2 separate regions of the Mus musculus genome follow, and region 2 is linked to region 1. The links are chromatin contacts, called in public HiChIP or PLAC-seq maps. All regions are on one chromosome and are shown on one strand. The core of a region is the stretch at or near the end of the contact, and the rest is flanking DNA. Distances in the headings are between cores, read along the strand shown.

What was found. HiChIP or PLAC-seq counts read pairs in DNA pulled down with a chosen protein or histone mark.
Region 2: a contact with region 1 is called in an H3K27ac HiChIP or PLAC-seq map of large pre-B cells, with 2.1 times the contacts expected there. The contact joins two enhancer-like sites.

Annotation. Positions count from the first base shown.
Region 1 is chr6:145,844,046-145,848,510 of GRCm38.p6, reverse strand. No RefSeq gene overlaps it. Among named protein-coding and RNA genes, the nearest start is that of Gm38927, 3.9 kb to the right of the region's middle. Within about 2 kb of position 2,685, at least 34 of the 459 cell types and tissues checked have an H3K27ac peak or open chromatin away from gene starts, as enhancers often do.
Region 2 is chr6:146,687,099-146,691,563 of GRCm38.p6, reverse strand. No RefSeq gene overlaps it. Among named protein-coding and RNA genes, the nearest start is that of 4930479D17Rik, 32 kb to the right of the region's middle. Within about 2 kb of position 2,248, at least 14 of the 459 cell types and tissues checked have an H3K27ac peak or open chromatin away from gene starts, as enhancers often do.

The DNA of each region.
Region 1 (4,465 bases), core at 1,436-3,935:
TTCTCTCATCTGTGTGCCTGTCAATCAGTCTGGATTGAATAATGCCAAATAACGACTCGTAAGGTGCACACTGAAGCTAGGCGGCTCCTCTGCCCTCCCTACCTTTCCTGAGACTCACCTGTAACTGTAGCTTTTGTGTAGAGGTGCATTTGGACTGAGCCTTGCACGCTGTGTTTATTTGCTTGCTGCATGGATTAAAATAATGCTCTCTAGATATTTTAATTAGTTTCTTTTGGAATAACTCATTCCAGTGACTTCAAGCATTTGGGCATTTTGTTGTAATGAATGTAATGAATATAAAGAAACCAGAGGCTCAGACACAGTGTTGGCCAGGCGCTTGTACTAGGCCTATAGCAAACCTTCAGGAGTAACTGGTATTGTCTTATAAGGAGTTGAGGCTCACAGGCACTAGAACCTCTAACCAAACCACACCCATGCAAAATGAAGGATCTCCAAGACATTCCTGATGGTTGAGAGGTGAAATCTAACAGACATCCGATTCTACTTTCGTTTCTGTTGCTTCCTGACGAAAGCAACCCAGGGGAGAAAAAGTTCTGTTAGCTCACCCTTCTTTCAAAGAAGTCACGGTGGCACTTGAAACAGCTAGTTCCAGCTCATCCTCCGTCAAGAGGAGCAGGAACCAATGCGCATGCCTAGTGCTCAGCTACCGTGCTCTTTCTCTGCAGTCCAGGGCACAGAGTCAAGCATGGCTGCCACATCTTCCCTTAGCAGGTAAGGCAATCAATGAAGGAGAAAGAACCAGAGGGACGGAGGTAAACCAGGAAAGCAAAAGTAGATTCCCCAAAATGGCAGCTTCTGTTCAGAAAACATTTCAAAGAGAAATGGTTGAAAGGCATGGAGACAGGCATCTAGGGAGGAGGAGAGAGGGGCCCTATGAAACACCAACACCAGCTTCTATTTAGCAGACTTATTTTCCCTTTGCCTGTGGCTGCTGCTTGCTCTTCTGTCTTTCCCAGTTGTTCAATTCTTTGTTCATACTAGGGAACAAACTCACATGCAGCAGGCAGTCTCCACCACACCCCACACCCCTACAATCAAGACGGTACCTTACAGACACGCCCTCAAGCCAACCTGACCCAGACAGTCTCTCACTGAGACTCTAGGTTCTAGGTCATGATGCCCTAGAGGTAACAACCATCGCCCTTCCTCATGAACTTGTAACTTAACAAGATCTAAATTTTGAAGCTAAGAAGAGAACGTTGTGGGTGTCTAGGAATAAGGAGGAAGTTACCCCAGAAGAGAGGCATCTGTGCCCTTCAGGCTGCTCCGATTCTGCCTCAGCTGTATCTGTTGGGGGAGACAGGTGAGGTGAGAGCCGGGAGTGTGGTCTGAGAACCAGCTGCTCTGGTGTCTTATGAGCAGCAAAGAAGTGCAGCATTTCATTAATTGTGAAACCTGTTGAGTCACCGCCTGCACCTGGACGGATGATTTCGGTGCCTAGAAAAGCTTAAGCAGCACCAGTCTACAGCATTCTCAGGGACAGAAAACTCAGATGCAGTTCAGAAAAATTCCCAACAGTTAGAAATTTGGTTCAGTGAGCATTCTCAAACCGGGAAGTCCCTGAAGCAAGCCAGCCCAGAGGCACAGCCTGGTAGTCCCAGCTACTCTAGAGGCTGGGGCAGTGGCAGTCATGGGAAGACTTTGCCTGGACTATCCAAGAGTTTAAGGCCAGCCTGGGTACCAAGAGGTCTGGAAATGTGGGCCAGTGGTCCAGAGCCTGTGTGGTTTGTAGGATGTGCTAGGCCCACTGTAAATTTGCAGTACGATACACAGAAAAAAGGAGGGGAGGGACAGAGGGAGGGAGGAAGAAAGGGACAGGGAAAAAAGAGGAAGGAAGAAAGAGAGGAAGGGAGGATGGAGGGAGGGAAAAGAAGAGAATACTAGAGTCCTTTATAATTCCAGCTGCTTCTTGGGGCTTTGTTGTGACTTTTTACTGCACCCCCAGCTCTTAGCTCCAGTGCTCCCCAGCCCCCAGCCTCAGTACCCAGTACTTCCTGATACCCATCTCCTAGTGCTCCCCAGCCTCATTTCTCAGTGCTCCCCAGCTTCCATCTCCCAATGCTCCCCAGGCTCATCTCATAGTGCTCCCCAGTATCCAGTGCCCAGTGTTCTCCATTCCCCACCAGCCATCTCCCAGCCCCCAGTGCCTAATGCTCCCCAGCACTCAGCAGCCATCTCCCAGGGCCCAGGGCCCAATGCTCAGTCCCAGCACCTAGTCCCCAACCCAGTTCTCAGTTCCCAGCTCAGCCCACAGGCCCTGAGCCAAGACCCCTCAGAGGTCCTGGAGACCAAGGTCATTTGTAATCAGAGTTTTTGTAGGGCTTTTTTCTTTAATGATGTCACATAGCTTCCACCCTCAGAGAATCTATCTGAGCCTTGGTGGGCGCTCAAGGTCTCTAGATCTTGTCTAATGTTTCCTGAATGCAGTCAACAGAGAATCTCTGTATGGGGGTGGGGGGTGGGGGACCACAAAAAATGGATTCAGGAAAGAAGAAGCTGTTTTAAAGGTTAATTGTTGATTCTATTTATAAAGATAATCTCGTGTAGCCTTGGCTAGCTTCCAGCCTCCCTCCCTCCCTCCGTAGCTAAGGAAGTCTTCAGGCTTGCTGCTCTCCTCTAGGGCTGGGGTTAGAGGCTTGCACAACCACACCTGGTTTCAGTGGTGCTGGGGGATGAAGCCAGAGCCTTGTGCGTGCGTGCACGGTGCTAGCCACTGAACTGAATCTCCAGCTTCATGAGTCCATCTAAAAATACATAACTGCAGATGTTGTTGAAACTGTCCAATGACCAGGGTGCATGGGGCTACTGTCTGCACTGTGTGTTTCTGTTTGTGGTTGGGGCACTTGCTCACCCACCCTGTTATTAGCAGAGTTCCTCCTGTGCTTCTCTCCTAGATACAAAGTGTTGGTCCTCCTCTCTCTGTCCTCCGTCTCACAGCCCACAGTTGATAAACTTCCCATCAGTCAGGTGTCTCAGCCCTGAAAATGGATGGGCTAGCCTGCTCTCAAGCTGAAAACAGATGGGCTAGCCTGCTCTCAAACTGAATTTCTAAAAGGAGGTTTCAACAAGGGATGGGTGAGGGGAAACCTGGAGGCAGTGGGACAGCACTAGAGGAATCAGTGTGGACTGACATAGCTATGTCTTGGAAGGACCCTTTCTTGCTGCACCCTGGGTCTCGTCCTCCTGGGTGGCCACAAAGCAGTCGTGAAAGTCTACTCAGCAGAGAGCCAGGTCTGTCAGGTTCACCTCTTTGGGGTCCAGGACCTTGAGAACATGTTACAGCCTTGCTTTTTTTCTCCCGTGTGTCATGACACGTGCCTTAAATAGTTTGTTTAGCTTTCAGTCAAGGAAAGGAGGCTACCACCAGGTACTCTGACACAGAATTGATGTTAATGTTAAATTTCCTGAAGTTGATCAACTTGTTATGGGTGTGTTATGGGATATTAATGTATTTGGGGTCAATGGGTCAATGGTTATCAACTCACTTCCAAAGACTCAGTCAAAACTTTAACAGAAATAGTAATACTACCTCTCTCTCTCTCTCTCTCTCTCTCTCTCTCTCTCTCTCTCCCCACAGTGCATTGGGCTCTCCCAAACTAATAATAAATTTAAAAAAATGCCTTACAGGCATGCCTATAGGTAATCTGATGGAAGTATTTTTTCATTTAAGGTTCCCTCTTCCTTGATCTGGCTAGGTTTATGCAAATTGCTAAAAACAAAAAGCAAAACAAACTTAAACAACCTTTTGAGGGATTCCCTCCTGAAAGTTAAGAGTTGTGCTGTAAGATCGAGAATCGATAAATGGGACCTCATAAAGTTACAAAGCTTCTGCAAGGCAAAAGACACCGTCAATAAGACAAAAAGACCACCAACAGATTGGGAAAGGATCTTTACCTATCCTAAATCAGATAGGGGACTAATATCCAATATATATAAAGAACTCAAGAAGGTGGACTCCAGAAAATCAAATAACCCCATTTAAAAATGGGGCTCAGAGCTGAACAAAGAATTCTCACCTGAGTAATACCGAATGGCACAGAAGTGCCTGAAAAAATGTTCAACATCCTTAATCATCAGGGAAATGCAAATCAAAACCACCCTGAGATTCCACCTCTCACCAGTCAGAATGGCTAAGATCAAAAATTCAGGTGACAGCAGATGCTGGCGAGGATACGGAGAAAGAGGAACAGTCCTCCATTGTTGGTGGGATTGCAAGCTTGTACAACCACTCTGGAAATCAGTCTGGCGGTTCCTCAGAAAATTGGACATAGAACTACCGAAGGATCCCGCAATACCTCTCCTGGGCATATATCCAGAAGATGTCCCAACCGGTAAGAAGGACACATGCTCCACTATGTTCATAGCAGCCTTATTTATAATAGCCAGAAGCTGGAAAGAACCCAGATGCCCCTCAACAGAGGAATGGATACAGAAAATGTGGTAC
Region 2 (4,465 bases), core at 999-3,498, 840 kb before region 1:
TGTCTTAAAGACACACAAACTGAAAGGCTGCGAATCCTCAATACGTTGTAATTGTGCATTCTGTAAGGCTTTTTTCACCTTTTGTAAGGCCTGGTTAGCAGCTAGAGTAAGAGCCCTAGGGGAGGAGATATGAGGATCTCCTTCTAAAATACCAAACAAAGGCCTTAACTCAGCGGAAGGAATCTTTAAAAAAGGTCTGAGCCAATTAATATCTCCCAACAGCTTTTGAAAATCATTTAAGGTATGGAGGTGATCTCTTTTTATCTAAACATGTAAATATTGATTTCTCTCAAAGGAGGAAATATGCATGACATCCATTTGTCAGACCTGTAATGGCCTGACGCCACGAGGGTTTACCCCTACGTGAGTAGATAAAATTTGACAACAATCTAAAGGCATTATTAAGTAATCAGAATCATTTTCAGTAGAACCAATCCCTCTTGCAGCTCTAGGAATACCAGAGGAAGAAAAAACAGCCATGTAGGCTTGGCAAAATTATTAGTTGAGCTATTTTGTCCCCTTGTGATATAGAAAAGACAACTTGAGGACAAGAACAGAGAACCTGAAGTTCCCCTGTATAATCTTGATCTATAACTCTAGGGTGGACAATAAGACCTTGTAGGCTGTAAGAGCCTGCCTCTGTCATTATTGTCCAGTGGCTTCACCTGCTCGGGAGAGCGCCTTCCAGGCCCTAATAGCCTTTTTATCTGATTCAGAACTACTAAGAACTGGCTCCTCTAATTGATCTTTTTTCTTTTCTTTTTCCTTTTTCTTCCTTCTAATCTCTCCCCAGGTATTCTTACCTGACCTAAACTTTTCCTCGGGTTCAAGACCCTTGGAAAGGCCTGTATACTTATTTTGTGAACCATATTTTCTCTTTGTTCCTATTCTCTCTCCCCGCTTTACTTCTGATAGATTGTCCTGAACTTCATCCAGAATCCGCCCTGCCTTAACCACTTGATAACATGTGAAAAGGAACAAAAGGGCTTCTAACACTAGAGAAAGTTCAAGGCCAAACATACCTTGTAAAGCTATTTTCCACTTTACTTCTGATAGACTGTCTTGAATTTCGTTAGAAAGTTCAAGGCCAGGCGTACCTTGTAAAGCTATTTTCCACTTTACTTCTGATAGACTGTCTTGAATTTCCTTAGAAAGTTCAAGACCAGACTTACCTTGTAAAGCTGTACTCACTGGTACTTCTGTTTCCCAGCTGAAAAGTTCTGAATTCATGCAGTTGAATCCTTCTCAACAGTCTGTTTTACGGGAACCTTTATTACCGTGACCCGCAGTTCTGGTTCTGGAATGAGGGATCTTCCTTGCGCCGGTCCCGAGTTTTCTTGTATTTTTTCGTCCCGGATTTTTTCTCGTCCCGGGTTTCGGCACCAACTGTTATACGCGTTCTCACGACCGGCCAGGAAAGAACACAACAAACCAGAATCTTCTGCGGCAAAACTTTATTGCTTACATCTTCAGGAGCAGGAGCGCAAAACCCCAAACCCCAAAAACGAAAGCCCCCTTCTTACATCTTTAAGAGCCAGAGCGCCAGCGTGCCAGAGTGAAAGCGCAAGAAGCGCAAGTAAGAGAGCTATTGTTTACATCTTTTAGAGCAAGCGCGCCAGAGCGCAAGCAAGAGAGGAGAATGGCGGAAACCCCGTCCCCTTTAAGGAGGAGTTATCCTTCGCTTAGGACGCATCACTCCCTGATTGGCTGCAGCCCATGGCCGAGCTGACGTCACGGGAAAGGCAGAGTACAAGTAGTGGTAAAATACCCTTGGCACATGCGCAGATTATTTGTTTACCACTTAGAACACAGGATGTCAGCGCCATCTTGTGACGGCGAATGTGGGGGCGGCTCCCAACACCTGGGCTGACTACAGTTTATTTTCTCTAATCTTTAATGGAAGGGAGTCTCTGTTTAGTCTCTTAGAAATAAGTGAAATGTCTTATGAAAAGATATATAGCTAAGTGTAGTGATTCACATCTATAACCCCAATCTCGAAAGTGAGAAGAAGGAACATGAGTTCAAACCCAGCCTGCGCTGTATGAGATCCTGTCCAAAAAAATAAACAAACAGAACACCAAAACAAATAGACATACTATAAAAATTATTAAAACTAATTGGTTACAGTAAAATACATGTTAGAGTTCAAAGGAACATTAGGCTTAAAACAATAAACACTTGGGACGTTAAACACAAGAGCTTGCAGCTCATCAGGCAAGAGGAAATAGCAGGTCTGTCTCAGCGGGCTCTAGCTGGCTTCCAGAAAGCCCCCAATTCAGGAACATAAGCCAAGCACTATTGTCCCCTCACATGCCCGTATATCTAACCATAGCAGGTTGACTTATGGGTAAGGACAGATTATAAAAAGTTTCCTCCTCTTCTAGGAAGGAGACCACCCCATACCATCCCACAGGCAAGAAACTAGCTATGATATACCCAGAAAAACACAGCTGTATCTTGGTAGTTGTGGTAGGAGTTAGTTCCCCATAAACAAAAAGACAGGGTCATGTGTTCATTTGCATTCTTAACTGCAGGCCGGTCATAGGAACGTGAGAACAAAGGCAACACATGTAATTAATGCCAGCAGTCTCAGCTAAGGTCAGCTGACAGACCAAGCCTAGGCGAAAAGAGAACGAATAGGCAGAGCAACTATGATGCCTGTTCAGTGTCCTGAGTGGGCAGTGTGTGACCATCTCCCCAGCCAGGTCTGGGGGACATGCACAGAGCATGTGAGGCTCATTGGCTTGATCTGTACCCAGAAATAAACCAAACTCAATGGAAATGACCTTAGTTCTTGTCCAGTTTCTGCCATAATTCCTGTAAAAATTCCCAAGGCATACGGACTGGTAGCTTTTCTCTCTTGGGACCCAAGCCTTTGGAGCCCTTTTCACTTTGTAACAAGCCTACTTTTCAATCCCTCGCCCCTGTCTTTGTTCAGCCTGATCTTATTGAAGGCATCTTCTGAACCAATTCTCCTTCTCCAATGACTCTAGCTTGTGTCAAGGTAAGCGAAAACTATCCAGCATACGTCTACCTTGTTTCTGATACAGGTATCTCATGGATCCCAGTATCTCAAGCTGGTCTGAGGCTGGCCTGGAACTCTTGACTCTGCTGAGTCCAACTCCATGTCCTGGGATGGCATGTGTGTGCCACCACAACGTGTTTGTGCAGTGTTGGGGACTGAACCCAGGGCTTTCTAGATGACAGGCAAGCACTGTGCCGAGTAAGGAGCATTCCCACCACCACAGATTTTTTTTTTTAAAATCCCACACTTTCAGTGAAACACAATAGAGCTACACAGCCACACTGTGTGCAAATCCCCATGTCCACAGTGACGGAAGGAAGCTGACTCACTGTACCCATGTGCTTATCACCTGATCTCCTAACGCTCCCCTGTTCATTTTAGTCGTCCTGGTCACCAGTTGACAATATCCTCCTGCCAATATCTTGAATACTTTGCTTCACTGCTCCTTTCTCACCTGCAAGTGAACAAGAGAGTCGCACCCTTGCGGACAGAGACACCATCACTTGATAGTCACCAATTTGTCTTGGATTCTATTCCCACAAAGGCAGAGCCTGAGGCAAGGGAGAGAGAGAGAGAGAGAGAGAGAGAGAGAGAGAGAGAGAGAGAGAGAGAGAGAGAGAGACTATTCTGTCATGACCAAGATCTCCTTTCCATATCTTCTTTTTAAATAGACATTTGCTATTTTGTGTAATAGACATTTGCTATTTTGTGTATGTGTGCACACTTACACACATGTGTGTTCTGTGGTGTGCACGTGAAAGTCAGAGGACAGCTTGCAGAAGTCAGTTCTCTCATTCTCTGGGTTCCGGGGATTGAACTTTTGTCAGGCTTAGTAGCAACCACCTTCATTCATTGAGCCATCCTCTCTCTCTCCCTGGGTGCTGGGAAGATAGGCAGAAACAACCACACAGGCTTCTGTGCCTTTGTGGTACTGTAGTAGAGTCTTCTGTCTCCAGCCCTCCTGCTTCCTCTCCCTCTTTGCTTTCCTTATTTTCTTGCCTCTCCCCTGTTTACTCTTGTGCTTGTGATGATTCAAATCCACTGAGCCATTGTGCTAGCTTCCTTATTTGCATACGTTTTGAATTTTTATCTCTATCAGATCCTGGGAGAAGGAATGTAAGTGGTATTTAGTTTGGGCTTGTAGGTGTTGAACACAGTACCTTCTCTTAGAAGTCACTCCTAGCCGGGCAGTGGTGGCACATGCCTTTAGTCCCAGCACTTGGGAGGCAAGTGGATTTCTGAGTTCAAGGCCAGCCTGGTCTACAGAGTGAGTTCCAGGACAGCCAGGGACAAAAAAAAAAAAAAAAAAAAAAAAAAAAAAAAAAAAAGTCACTCCTAATGTTGGGGGAAAGCGAGGAAGGAAAAACAGAGTTGGACTTAGCCTGGATTCAGGATAGCTCCCCTGTAGTTCCTAGGGCTCCTCTGTGGATTTTTATCATG